Linked DNA regions of Mus musculus: regions 2, 3 and 4 are each linked to region 1. Evidence: chromatin contacts called from public Micro-C and promoter capture Hi-C data. All regions are on one chromosome and are shown on one strand. The core of a region is the stretch at or near the end of the contact, and the rest is flanking DNA. Distances in the headings are between cores, read along the strand shown.

Region 1 (3,023 bases), core at 155-2,654:
CCAAGGTATGGGAGGGCTTCATCAAGTGCTGCCAGCGCACCAAGCCACAGAGTTTCCAGGTCATCCTGCAGCTACCTCCACAGCAGCTTGGCGCAGTCTTTGACAAGTGCCCTGAGCTCCGGGAGCCACTGTTGGCCCATGTGCGCTCCTTCACTCCCCACCAGGTAACTGGGTGTGGTAGAGTGGAGCCGAGTGAGCAGGAAAGCTCTGGAAGGTTTGGTTCTATGTTATGGGGTTCTGAGAGGTGCCTTTCCCTTCACCTAGCAAGCACACATCCCCAACTCCATCATGACCATCCTGGAGGCCACTGGAAAGCAGGAGCCCGAAGTCAAGGAAGCACCTTCAGGGCCCCTGGAAGAGGTGAGCGCAATGACGCCCACCTACCTGTGCCTCTCACCCCAAGACGTCCGCTCATTAAACCCACAGTCTCCCAAGATTTTGTCCCTGGTAAAGGAAAATGGCCGCCGACCCCACACACCTTTGCACCAGGATGGAAAGTCTATGCGATGTGCGCTCTTTGCTTTCAGCAGCGCTGAGTGCTCTGCTTTCTCTACCCTGATGCGTGGGTGGGGGTAGGATGCGGGTGTGTGTTAGGTGTACCCTTCCTGAGCTGAGTGCTTCTCCCACCCCAGGATGACCTGGAGCCCTTGGCTCTGGCTTTGGCCCCGGCTCCGGCCCCGGCCCCGGCCCCGGCCCCGGCCCCGGCCCCTGCCCCACGGCCCCCTCAGGACCTCATCGGCCTGCGATTGGCTCAGGAGAAGGCCCTGAAGAGGCAGCTGGAGGAGGAACAGAAGCAGAAGCCCACAGGCATCGGAGCGCCCGCTGCCTGTGTGTCCTCAACGCCCTCGGTGCCAGCAGCAGCCCGAGCTGGGCCCACCCCAGCTGAGGAGGTCATGGAATACCGGGAGGAGGGTCCCGAATGCGAGACCCCGGCCATCTTCATCAGCATGGACGACGACTCGGGGCTGGCTGAAACCACACTGCTGGACTCTAGTCTCGAGGGGCCCCTGCCTAAGGTAGGAATAGATTGCAGCAGAGCCCTGGGAATGGGTCTGAGTGGGTAACTAGCTCTTGACCCACTGCTTCTTGCCCTCTCCCGCCACCAGGAGGCAGCAGCAGTCGGGTCGAGCTCCAAGGATGAGCGGAGCCCCCAGAACCTCAGCCATGCTGTGGAAGAAGCCTTGAAGACCTCCAGCCCAGAAACCAGGGAACCCGAGAGCAAGGGGAACAGCTGACAGCTGCGGGAGTTTGGGGGGAGGGGAGGGGCGGGACGGGGCCTCCTGGAGCTTTGCCTTAACACAAATAAAAGAGGGCGTAGCTGCGCCAGGTTAGAAATCCTGAGGATGTGCCTGTGTTAGACTGCGCCTGCGCACACCGTTTCTCACCCTGAGGGCGCCCCGCGCTGGTAAAGTAACGGTAGGCAGGCAGGGTCCAGGATAGGGCAGCACACTTTTTCCGAGGCATGGGGGAACCACCGCCCAATCCTGACCCCTCTCAAACCCGGAGGGCTTCCCAAGGCTCAGAAAGGGCACGGAGTCAAGAGTACTCTCAGCCTCTGTTAACCATCCCAGAGGATGGGTTGAACCGACCACCTCCGCAGCGGGGCAGTCGGAGCAGTCAGGGCAGTCAGGACCTGCAGGGAACTGGTCTACCCCACTGGCCACAGAGGTCCAGCCTGGTCCCAGATGTTCAAGGTGATGAAGGCACCGAGTACCACCAGTCCATGCCCTTAGGCTACACGCCAGGCTTTCCCATGGAGTTCTCGCAACAGGGTTACCTGGATGATAGCAGGATGATGGAGCAGTTCCCACAGGGCCAGGACCTCTTAGAACAACTGGAGTCTACCTACCAAGGCTCGGCTTCTGGAATCCTGGGCCAGCTCAACTTGTATCCAAGAGAGGATGAGATATTCAGCCAGGACACACAGCACGGACCCTACCTGAGAGACGACCCCTCCCTCCACCTGAGGCCCTCTGACCTGGGCTTCATGCCCATTGTTGGAGAGGTACCTGACCCCGAGCCTCGTGAGCTGGCAATACAGAACGCCAAGGCCTACCTGCTGCGGACCAGCATGAGCTGCAACCTCAGCCTGTGAGAGGAGGTGGAGGGTGGAGAAGGCGGGCAGCTGACTGGGAAGGGCTCTAGCCAAGGCTGCCTCAGGTGTGGGGTCTCTGGATGTCTAAGTTAGCAGAGAGTTGGGGAAGGAATAGCAAGTGGAGCAGACACAGTGCCAACACACACCCCTAACATCTAGTCCCAGCCACTAAGCCTGTTTTTGCAGGAGACTGAACCAGAGAGGCTGGGTTATTTAAAATCACAAGCTAAGAAGGGGGAGGGCCAGTATTCTAGAGCAAGGCCTCTGGTTCCCAGGACCCTCTACTTGTCAGAGTCAATGAGCTGCAGCCACTGTCCCCCTCCTTCCATTCAGTGTGTTATAAAGAATGAACTGTGGATGTCAGATGTGGCATGGTCAGTGAAAAGGACTTAGGTGGCCAGGCAGGGGGAGGGACCTGGGATAGCACCTTGCACATAACAAGAGGTACAGTGATTGAGACTCAGGGCACAGCAAGGCCTTGGAAGGCTGCTGCTGTCTGGGACCACAGTGGGAAAGGAAGTTAGTGACGCAAGGCTGGCTAAAGCACATAGCCGATTCCATCCCTCCCCTGCTAAGAACCTGCTATGGCTCCCTAGTGCCTGGGAGAGAATATTCAGGAGGTGCGGCCCTGCCTGCTGTCAATATGCAATTTCTACTCATTACTTAGTTGTCTCTACCTCAGGCCCCAGACCCAGTCAAAATTAACCCATAGCATTTCGCCAATATATTCCCAGTCTTGAGAGCTTCAAGGTTCCTTCCTGAAGCACCCTGGCTAGTCTCACTTTTTTCTCCTGTTCTCACCTCTTTTAAGTCTCTGAGAGCATGTATGTATGTATGTGAATGTGTGTGCATGAGTGTGTGTGTGCGTGCATGTGTGTGTATGCATGTGTGTGCATGAGTGTGTGTGTGTGCATGTGTGTGTATGCAT
Region 2 (3,023 bases), core at 150-2,649, 3.0 Mb before region 1:
GGAAGTGGAACCATATCTGCTTGTGGCCATCCAGACTCACCAGCTCTGAGGTCAGTGTACAGTCATGATGAGCACAGGTACATTTGGGGAAGTGTTCAATGGGAAAGGGTCAGAGGAAGATGTCTTTTGCCTTTTCCTGTCCCCAACACCCAACTCACATAACACTTTCCTCAAATGTTCCCTGCTAATCAGCGAAGTTCAGTAAAGAAGAGATACAGATTCCTGCACCACAGCACACTATAGGGATTGGAATCACTGTGGGCAGGGCCCTGGGGACTGACCTTTAGAATAACTGTAGATTTACAGAAAACTAGCCTATGCTAGTTCCCACATAGCAGTTTCTGTCCTATAGTAAGATGTTGCTCTTACTATAGCATAGTGTATTTAGTACAGATACTGAACCACTGTCAATAACTGACTGTCCATGCTTTATTTAGACTTTTCCACTAATTTTTAACTGTGTGTGTGTGTGTGTGTGTGTGTGTGTGTGTGTGTGTAGGCCAGAGGTTGATGTCAGGAGTCTTCTTCAGTTGTTCTGCACCTTAGTTTTCGAAACCAGGTCTCTCTCTGGCCCTGGAACTCATTGATTCTGCCAGACTGGCTGGCCAGCAAGCTCCAGGCATATGCCTGTCTCCCACCCACCCATTCCTGTTACAGGTGCCCGCTGACACACCCAGCTTTTTACATGGGACTGAGTATCTAGTGACATTCTGTGTGTGGCACTGCAAGATACTCCCTAAAGGCATTGTGTGTGTAGGTTAGAGAACAATTTGGAGGAGCTAGTTCTCACCTTCTACTATGTGGGTCCCAGGAATAGGAATATGGTTGTTAAACTTGGTAGCAAATGCCTTTAGCAGCTGAGCCATCCAGCTAGAAATGGAGACCTTCTGGATTCCCCAAGCCAATTCTAGAGACGATCGCCAGAGGGAGTAAGAAGGTTCGTTTTCACTGCACAGTTTTTTCCCAAGTGACTATGACGTAAAGCGAAACAGGAGGCGGAGCTAAACTGCTGGGTCAGTCAAACCTGGAGCATGAACCTAGAGGCGTCACATGAGCGCCGCGACACTGGTCAGGTGATTAGTGTGACCCAGTTCCGCCGAGGCGTGGCAGAACAAGTCTATAGAGCCTGCTGATTGGTTGGAGGGAGTCAAAGGTCGCGCTTTGGGGGCGGTGGGCTCTTGGCGGTTCGGGCTTATGATTGGCTTATTTGGTGTCACGTGGCAATGCGCTTGTGGGGGTTCCAGGAGGCTAGCGGCGTGTGCTCACGTGTTGGGGGGGGGGGGGTCAAGGTGCTGAGTGCGGTAGCCGGAGGGGGCGTGCCGGGAGGAGAGTGCCTCGCAGCTTGAGCCCACTGGTTGGTTCGCAGGGTTCACGTGGGGTGGCAGGCCTGGGTGACGTCAACGCAGCGGGCGGAGCTCCGCTGAGTGCGCGGTGTCCGGGGCCTGTGAGTCGTCGCCAGGCTGTGTCGGGCCTGAGCCGAGCAGCTGCGCGACGTCATGGACAACTCCGGGAAGCAGGCTGAGGCTATGGCGCTGCTGGCTGAAGCGGAGCGCAAGGTGAAGAACTCGCAGTCCTTCTTCTCCGGCCTCTTTGGGTGAGCAATGGGCGAGGCTGGGCCCAAGGCGGGGAAGAGCGGGCTCTTCTGCTCTGCACTTTGGGAGCCCCTCAGCGGCCTTGCAGGCCCTGGCCGTGGCCCTATGGCTGACGACACCCGCTGACTGGTGGCCGCGCCTTTCCCAGGCCGGTGCCCGTGGATCTGTGCGGCCCAGGCTGCCGGGGTGAGGACACCAGACCGAGGGGACCCGGGCTGGGGCGTCCTTGGGCATGATGAGCCGGAGTACGAGGTGTGAGGGTGAGTGGGGCCCTGCTAAGAGTGACTGATGGCGAGGCCTGGACTGAGAGGTGGAGACTTGTGCTTGGGGAACAAGCATGAATGGACAGTGACACTGGTTTTAGCCAAGACAATGGTGATGGGAGGATGAGGCACACAAGAGAATCATTAGGGTGGTAGGACCACCGCCTACTAGGTGGTCCTCAAGTCTGGAGTCTGAACACACCCAGGAGGTGGCAAATACCTCACACAAAGTTTATGCAAGTTTGCCATCTTCAGCCATATTAACTTAGGAGCAGCAGAACCCATGCTTGGGATGCGATTCCGAGGTTTCTTTATCTTAAGGGAGTAGGTCTCTCTGAAAGGGCTTGTTGGTAAAAACTAACTGCAGAAGTTTGTTATGAGTATAAACTATGTGTACTGTGCTCAGAATTGAGTCTGGCCCTCTGAAAGGCTCATCAGGCAGGAAGAAGCAGACTCAGAGAGTGTAAGATGCTGATGGGGAAACCAAGATGGTAGGAATTGGAGTGCTTGAGGGGTCTGGGGAGAGGGCCAGAGCCTTGGGATATAGGAGGGGGTAGGGGGAGACGACACTACATGGCAGCAGGCAAAGCTCTTGAAGGAACAGGCAGAGAGGAACACTGGGGAAAGGTCCAGGCAGGTGTTGAGGAAGAGCTGTGCAGGGGTAGGACACAAAATCAGAAGCCTCCAAAGCAAGGATGGAAGGATACAGAAGACAACCAGGAAGTTGGGGAAAGCTCTGGGAGAGACTGTTATAAGCTGGGTGAGGACAGAAAGACATGAAGGGGAGGGAGAGGATGAAGCCATCCCTTGTTGTTTGCCATCAGATAATGTTTAGCAAAGGAACTTGAAAAATGTTTATACCTGCTGCACAGACATCTGGTTAATGACAGGCTATGTCAGTTAGATGAGAATGTTTCATTAGAGAGAGTGTGAGTGTGTGTGTGTGTGTGTGTGTGTGTGTGTGTGTTTCTTCAGTCTTCACAAGGGAAGAAGTTCAGGTTAGGCGTGGTGTTGGGGCGGTGCCTCCCGCTCAGTTTTCAGCAGTAGTTTTCCTGATGGCTCAGTGTCTGATCTCTTTGGCCCAGAGAGATAAGTGTAGAGTTGGGCTGCTCCCAGGGGAGCAGCTGTGTGTCCACCTGTTTACCACTTCCCAGCCACTGGTAGAGCA
Region 3 (3,023 bases), core at 281-2,780, 2.2 Mb before region 1:
GCTGGTGGGAGTTAGGCCTTCATTGCCACAGTGGGGAAGGACTGGAGTCCCATCATACAGAGCAGGGTATGAGCCACTCTGACATTCCAAACAGCAGGCACAGCATGTTCCACAACCCCCGCCTTCTAGACCTGCCCCAGGGTCACGGGGTAAAGGGGGCCGTGAGTCCCAGAAGCAGGCAGTCAAACATGCTGGGGACATGCCTGTCTAGAAGGTACATGTAGGCATGTGGTTTTTAGGGGACACTCATTAGCCAGGCTGTGAGCTCCACGTGGCCTTGCCTCCCCCTGTCCCTCTTTGCAACTTCCCCAGGTGGTAGTTTGGGTTTTCACTCCAGCCTCAGACTTCCTTCCCCAGCCTCTGCCCCCGGATGTGGTGACAGCCAGCACTGTACCCACCTCAGCTGCCCCCAGCAGCGCTGAACCAGTAAGGGGGGGCCCTTGTGGACAAGTTGCTGCTCTCTTAAAGCTCCAGCTACCTGGATGTGAAAACTAATTGGTAGCCACTGCCTGACTACTGGAGTAAAAGTCAGAACGGCTCTTGATGGAGTTAGAGTTGACTACACAGACTCACAGGCTCTCAGTTGATGTTAGCTTTTTAGATTTCCTGTTATTGCACTACTGTTTATTTCAGAGAAGGGTGGAGGTCAGGACAACCCACAGTAGCTCAGCTGGTTCTCCTTTGACTATGTGAGTGTACAGGATTGAACTCAGGCCAGTGAGCTTGGCTTCAAATGCCTTTCCCCACCTGGCCATCTCACCAGCCACATGTTGGATGATTCCGTTAACACACCCACCCAGACACCCCTGGATGTTTTCAGTGCCTTCCCTTTCCTCTGCAAAATCAAAGGCAGCCACATCAACTCAACTTTAGCAGTGTCCAGGCACCACCTGTATTTCGGCCTCATGACAGAAAAACTAAGGCTCACAGTGGAGAAGTCACACAGCCAGAAAGATGTCGGCACTTGGTCTCACAGGAGGTCTATCAAGTGGTGGTGTCCTTTGTCATGCCACCTTGGTTGGAGGGACAGGCTTTGTACCCTCAACTCTCTGGAGAGAAACCTGAAATTAAGCTCTCTTGTGCATCCTAAGGCCTCCTCGACTTCCCACCTTATATACTGGGCTTTTGAGCTGGGGACGCGCGCTTTTGTGTGTGTGTGTGTGTGTGTGTGTGTGTGTGTGTGTGTGTGTGTGTGTGTGTGTGTGTGTGTGTTGGGGGCAGGTTGAGTAGCAGAAACTGTAAAGCCACCGGACTTGACAACGATTTCCGACCCTTTCCCTGCGGTGGGCGCCGGATGCGTGCCAGTCTGACAGCTCACTCCTTCAATGACAAAGCGCCTGCCCCTCTCGCGTGCCGCGGTGAACTGCGGCGAAAAGTCAACTTTCCAGGCTGGACTGTGCAGAGGAAACGCTGACCCTTCCGCCCTCCTACCCCCAGCCACCAAATTCCCCCCAACTCCCTGGTGCGGGGTCCCGCCTTCCCCTTCCGTCCCAGTAAGGCCCGCCCTGTGATGTCACGGTGCCCTGCTTTGATTGGCCAGCTGTGCCATCGCTCCTGAGACTTCCTTCTGGGCCGCCGCTGCCGACTTAAACTTTGAAGGGGGAAAAATAGAGCTACCCGCGCTGTGCGACCCTCCCTTGTCCCCGACCCGCCCCGCCTTCGGTAACGCTCCCTCCTCCGCCGCCCCTGATCCAACTTTCCTCCGACTTTCACGACCTGTGAGAGTCTCTTCTTTCAGCCCTGGCCCTGGCAACCCCTCCTCATCCCCGAGCCAGTCGGGTTCCTACGATCCACTAGATCCCTGGTCAGACTCCCGTTTTCTACCCCCAAGGCAGAGCATCTTCAGGCCTGCCCTGACTTTGGTCCTGCCGTCAAACCCACCGGATCCTGGCATTCCCTCTGCTTTGCTCTCAGCCTTCTTTCTCCAGGGGCCTTGGATCGCAGTGTCTTTTGATTCCAGGGACCCTGCCCTACCCGACTTTCTTTCCTGGTTTCTTCCAACCTTCCAATCTCTGGGTACCCTTCCCCAAACCACTGTTTTTCTTTCTGAACTCTGCTCTCTTGACTCCCGGCGTGTGACCCACTAGATGCCTTTTCTCTCATTGCCCAGGATCCCGCCATCCTCGCGTCTCTCAACCTGACAGATTTCTCTCTCAAATGCCTGCGTTCTTACCACCACCGCAAGAGAGCTCTCGGATCTAGGTCCCAGGGTCCTTGGTGAGCTTTGGGCGGCAGATCTGGATCTGGCCCCCATGGCCGCCGCCCCCTCCCATCCCGCAGGACTCCCCGGCTCTCCGGGGCCCGGGTCTCCTCCGCCCCCCGGTGGCTTGGATCTCCAGTCGCCGCCACCTCTGCTGCCTCAGATCCCGGCTCCGGGTTCGGGGGTCTCCTTCCATATCCAGATCGGATTGACCCGAGAGTTCGTGCTGTTGCCGGCTGCCTCAGAGTTGGCTCATGTGAAGCAACTAGCCTGTTCTATCGTGGACCAGAAGGTGAGGGCATAGGGGGCTCTCATGATAAAGGAGGAGGCTTTGGAGGTGGCCTGAGATTGTTGGGAGGCCAGAGAGGGGCCTAGGTGACAGACGAGGAGGGGCACTACACCCTAGTCGTGTCCTCACTCCACCACCGGTTTCAGAGAGGCCCGGATAGGGGTGGGGTGCCCAGAGGCCTCCCCAAATTGCCTGTCGCTGCTTGTTGTTTTCTGCAGCGAGCAGGGAGGAAGGGAGGGGCCTACCAGGTGTGGAGTTGGGAGGAAGGGGCAAGTGGGAGCAGCTGATCAGGAAGAGCTCTTCTGATGGGCCCATCCTGGGCCTCCGGTCTTTGGAAACAGTAGAAATTGAAGCCATACTGGCCATGGTGATCGGGTGACATGTGTGAGTGGGTGTGTGGACAAGCTGCCAGGGGCAAGCAAGGTCTCGGGGTACAATCCCTATCCTTTCCCAGGCCTGAGATGGGGTGTGAAGGAGCAAGGCACTCCTGTGTATCTCCTTGGCACCCCCCAAAATCCCTGCAGACCCCTCTCC
Region 4 (3,023 bases), core at 209-2,708, 2.1 Mb before region 1:
GCTCTCTGAAGTTGCGAGTGACCTTACCCTCCTCATCCCCCTGCCTTCAATTACTGCGATCACAAGTGTGCATCCCATGCCTGATATATGTTCTTATATTGATATTAAAGTCACTTCCTTACCTGGCCGTTGTTGTTGTTGCTTAAGCCTGATAATAGTGGCCTACGTAAAGCCTAGTAGACAGAGGCTGAGGCAGGAGGATCCCTGAAAGTTTGAGGCCACGTGGGATACATAAACTAAGAACTGAGGGTACAACATCTCTGTGATCTTAAAGGTTTTTTTATTTTTAAGAAAATTTTTTATTTAAAAAATATATTTATTTTATGTGCTTTGGTGTTTTGATGTATATCAGTGGGGGGGGGGTGTTAAATCCCCTAGAGGTGGGGTTACAGACATTTATGAGCATTATGTGGGTGCTGGGAATTGAACCCAGGTCCTCTGAAAGAGCAGCCTGTGCTTTTAACCATGGAGCCATTTCTCCAACTCCAAGAAAATATTTTACTTTAAAAACGTGTTTATCGGGCTGGGCATGGTGGCGCACGCCTTTAATCCCAGCACTTGGGAGGCAGAGGCAGGTGGATCTCTGAGTTCGAGGCCAGCCTGGTCTACAAAGTGAGTTCTAGGACAGCCAAGGCTACACAGAGAAACCCTGTCTCGAAAAACAAACAAACAAACAAACAAACAAACAAAACCCGTGTTTATCGTGTGTGAATTAATATATGTACAATCTGTGTATAGGGGTGCACATGTGGAGATTGAACAATAACTTTGTAGAATTGGTTTTATGTGGGTTCTGGGATTGAATTCAGGCTTTGGGGAAATGTTTTTACCCATTGGGTTATCTTGTGTGCCCCTTTTTGTGTGCATGAATGTCTTCTCTCTCTCTCTCTCTGTGTGTGTGTGTGTGTGTGTGTGTGTGTGTGTGTGTGTGTGTGTGTGTGTACCACGTATATGCAGTGCTCACAGAGATCAGAAGAGGGTATTGGATCCCCTGGAACTGGAAATAAACAGGGTTTTGAGCCATCGTATTGGTTCTGGGAGTCAAACCCAGGTCTTACATAAAGGTAGCCCATGCTCCTAACCATTGAGCCACCTCTAGTCCCATCCCCTTAATTTTAAACGCACGTTCATAATTGCAATAGCCTTCAAAGGATTTGAGCCATCAGCACTCGCACCTTTTGGGCTTGCACGTCTAGGATGGCAGGTTGGGGGACCCGTTGCCTTTTGGGAAGGATGATGACGTGGGTTTTGGCTGCAGCTAAGGGAAGCCCTGGCCCCATTGAGGCTCTGGGGGGCAGCCACACCTCTGTGGGGGAGGAGAGGGAGGCTGCCCTGAAGGGGAGTGGACAGCCCCGCTGCCAGTCTTCCCAGGCTTAGAGTGTAAGATGAGAAGGAGAAGGTGGGCCTCACCCAGGAGGGGAGGGCGCCCAGAAACTTCCTGCGGCTCTCAGCTCCACCACAGACTGAGCGCAAGGTCAGTTTGGAGCGGGTGGCAGACTGCCTGGGGGCGGGAGACCCTCCTCGGGGCTGGGCGGAGGCCTTTAAGCACCTCGCCATATTGAAAGGCCACGCTGAGCCGTCTTTGTCTGCAGAGTCCTCCCAAGAACTTTCAGCTATATCCTGGTGTCTGGGGCAAGGGAGAAGCGATCGGAGCTCGTGGGACCCCAACTTGGAGCCGGGACACTGGCGATTCCAGTTTGGACTGAACTTTGAGCCTCGGGAATGAGCGTGCTTCAGTTCATGTAAGCATCCTGGAAAACTGCTTGCTACAACTCCGAGGGGGTTGGGGAAGCCAACTTGGACTTGTTTCCTGAAGAGAAAATTGTAGGGAGGAGACACTCTGTGCGAGCAGAGTTGCTAGGACTGTCCACCGCCCCCTCCCCAAGACTAGCAGCCAAGTGTCTGGGCTTTTTGCCCCCACTCGAGCGTCCACGCTGGAGATCTTAAAGACTCTCGAAAAAAGCCACGTAGGGGGATGGTTCCCCTGGGGCTTCCTTCCGTCTCCCGATTGCCTGATCCTCTGGAGTGTCCCCGACGTCTGCAAAGATGTCGATCTGGACGTGTTAGTGGAGGCCTTAAGGCCTGTGGGCACCTTTAAGAAAATCGGAAAGGTGTTCCGCAAAGAAGAGGACTCCACGGTGGGGATGCTGCAGATTGGGGAGGATGTTGACTATCTGCTCATCCCCCGGGAGGTCCGCCTGGCTGGGGGCGTGTGGAGAGTCATCTCCAAGCCTGCAACGAAGGAAGCTGAGTTTCGGGAGCGGCTAATCCAGTTTTTGCAGGAGGAGGGCCGCACCCTGGAAGATGTGGCCCGTATCATCGAAAAGAGCACTCCACACCCACCCCAACCCCGCAAAAGAACCAAGGAGCTGAGAGTGAGGAGAGTCCCGCAGATGGTCACTCCTCCACTTCGGCTGGTTGTAGGTACCTATGACAGCAGCAATGGCAGCGACAGTGAGTTGAGTGACTTCGATACCTCCAAAGTCAAAGGCAACAGGAGCTCCTCCGGGAGGACCAGGAAGGTGCGCAAAATGCCGGTCAGTTACTTGGGCAGCAAATTCCTGGGCAGCGATGTGGAGAGTGAGGATGATCAGGAGCTGGTGGAGGCCTTCCTCCGCCGTGGGGAGAAGCCCAGCGCGCCTCCTCCACGACGCCGAGTCAATCTTCCAGTGCCCATGTTTGAGAACAACCTGGGGCCCCAGCCATCCAAGGCCGACAGATGGAGGGAGTATGTTAGCCAGGTGTCCTGGGGGAAGCTGAAACAGAGGGTGAAGGGCTGGGCACCCAGATCAGGCTCCGAGGTGGGCCAGACCCAGCAGGCCTCCACAGCAGCTGAGAGGGCTGGAGAAATGAGACACAGCCAAGCCAGCTCGGACGATGATAGCTCCAGAAACACAGGAGACCGGAGTGACCAGATGCTGGGTACTAGACGCTGGAAGCCCAAGATCAAGTGGGTTTCCCTGAGACGATGCAGGAAGGAGCAGGTGCCACCCTTCGCTCAGGGAACAGGCATGCCAGCTGAG

The links. Promoter capture Hi-C pulls out the DNA fragments that hold promoters and counts their contacts. A called contact is a pair of places that touch in the nucleus more often than the background predicts.
Region 2: a promoter capture Hi-C map of embryonic stem cells shows a contact between it and region 1, with 6 times the contacts expected there. The contact joins the promoter of Napa here to the promoter of Rsph6a in region 1. A contact is called at or near these places in 5 of 39 promoter capture datasets (cranial neural crest, embryonic stem cells, liver and 1 more).
Region 3: a contact with region 1 is called in a Micro-C map of embryonic stem cells, with 1.9 times the contacts expected there. The contact joins the promoter of Prkd2 here to the promoter of Rsph6a in region 1. A contact is called at or near these places in 2 of 39 promoter capture datasets (embryonic stem cells and hippocampal neurons), 2 of 484 Hi-C or Micro-C datasets (both in embryonic stem cells), 4 of 115 datasets of contacts at active chromatin or transcription factors (T-cell acute lymphoblastic leukemia, acute myeloid leukemia, large pre-B cells and 1 more) and 2 of 9 other capture datasets (adipose tissue and liver).
Region 4: a promoter capture Hi-C map of embryonic stem cells shows a contact between it and region 1, with 6 times the contacts expected there. The contact joins the promoter of Ccdc8 here to the promoter of Rsph6a in region 1. A contact is called at or near these places in 1 of 39 promoter capture datasets (embryonic stem cells), 3 of 115 datasets of contacts at active chromatin or transcription factors (embryonic stem cells and stem cell-derived neural progenitor cells) and 1 of 9 other capture datasets (embryonic stem cells).

The regions. Positions count from the first base shown.
Region 1 is chr7:19,053,283-19,056,305 of GRCm38.p6, forward strand. It overlaps Rsph6a (radial spoke head 6 homolog A (Chlamydomonas)), which reads left to right and starts at 1,405. Exons shown (of 6, transcript NM_031255.2): 1 at 1,405-2,091. The coding sequence starts at 1,463. It overlaps Sympk (symplekin), which reads left to right. Exons shown (of 27, transcript NM_026605.2): 24 at 1-164; 25 at 265-360; 26 at 633-1,016; 27 at 1,107-1,340. The coding sequence ends at 1,235.
Region 2 is chr7:16,097,181-16,100,203 of GRCm38.p6, forward strand. Napa (N-ethylmaleimide sensitive fusion protein attachment protein alpha) reads left to right here and starts at 1,400. Exons shown (of 11, transcript NM_025898.4): 1 at 1,400-1,594. The coding sequence starts at 1,497.
Region 3 is chr7:16,841,372-16,844,394 of GRCm38.p6, forward strand. It overlaps Prkd2 (protein kinase D2), which reads left to right and starts at 1,531. Exons shown (of 19, transcript NM_001252458.1): 1 at 1,531-1,662; 2 at 2,111-2,492. The coding sequence starts at 2,253.
Region 4 is chr7:16,992,444-16,995,466 of GRCm38.p6, forward strand. It overlaps Ccdc8 (coiled-coil domain containing 8), which reads left to right and starts at 1,459. Exons shown (of 1, transcript NM_001101535.2): 1 at 1,459-3,023. The coding sequence starts at 2,145.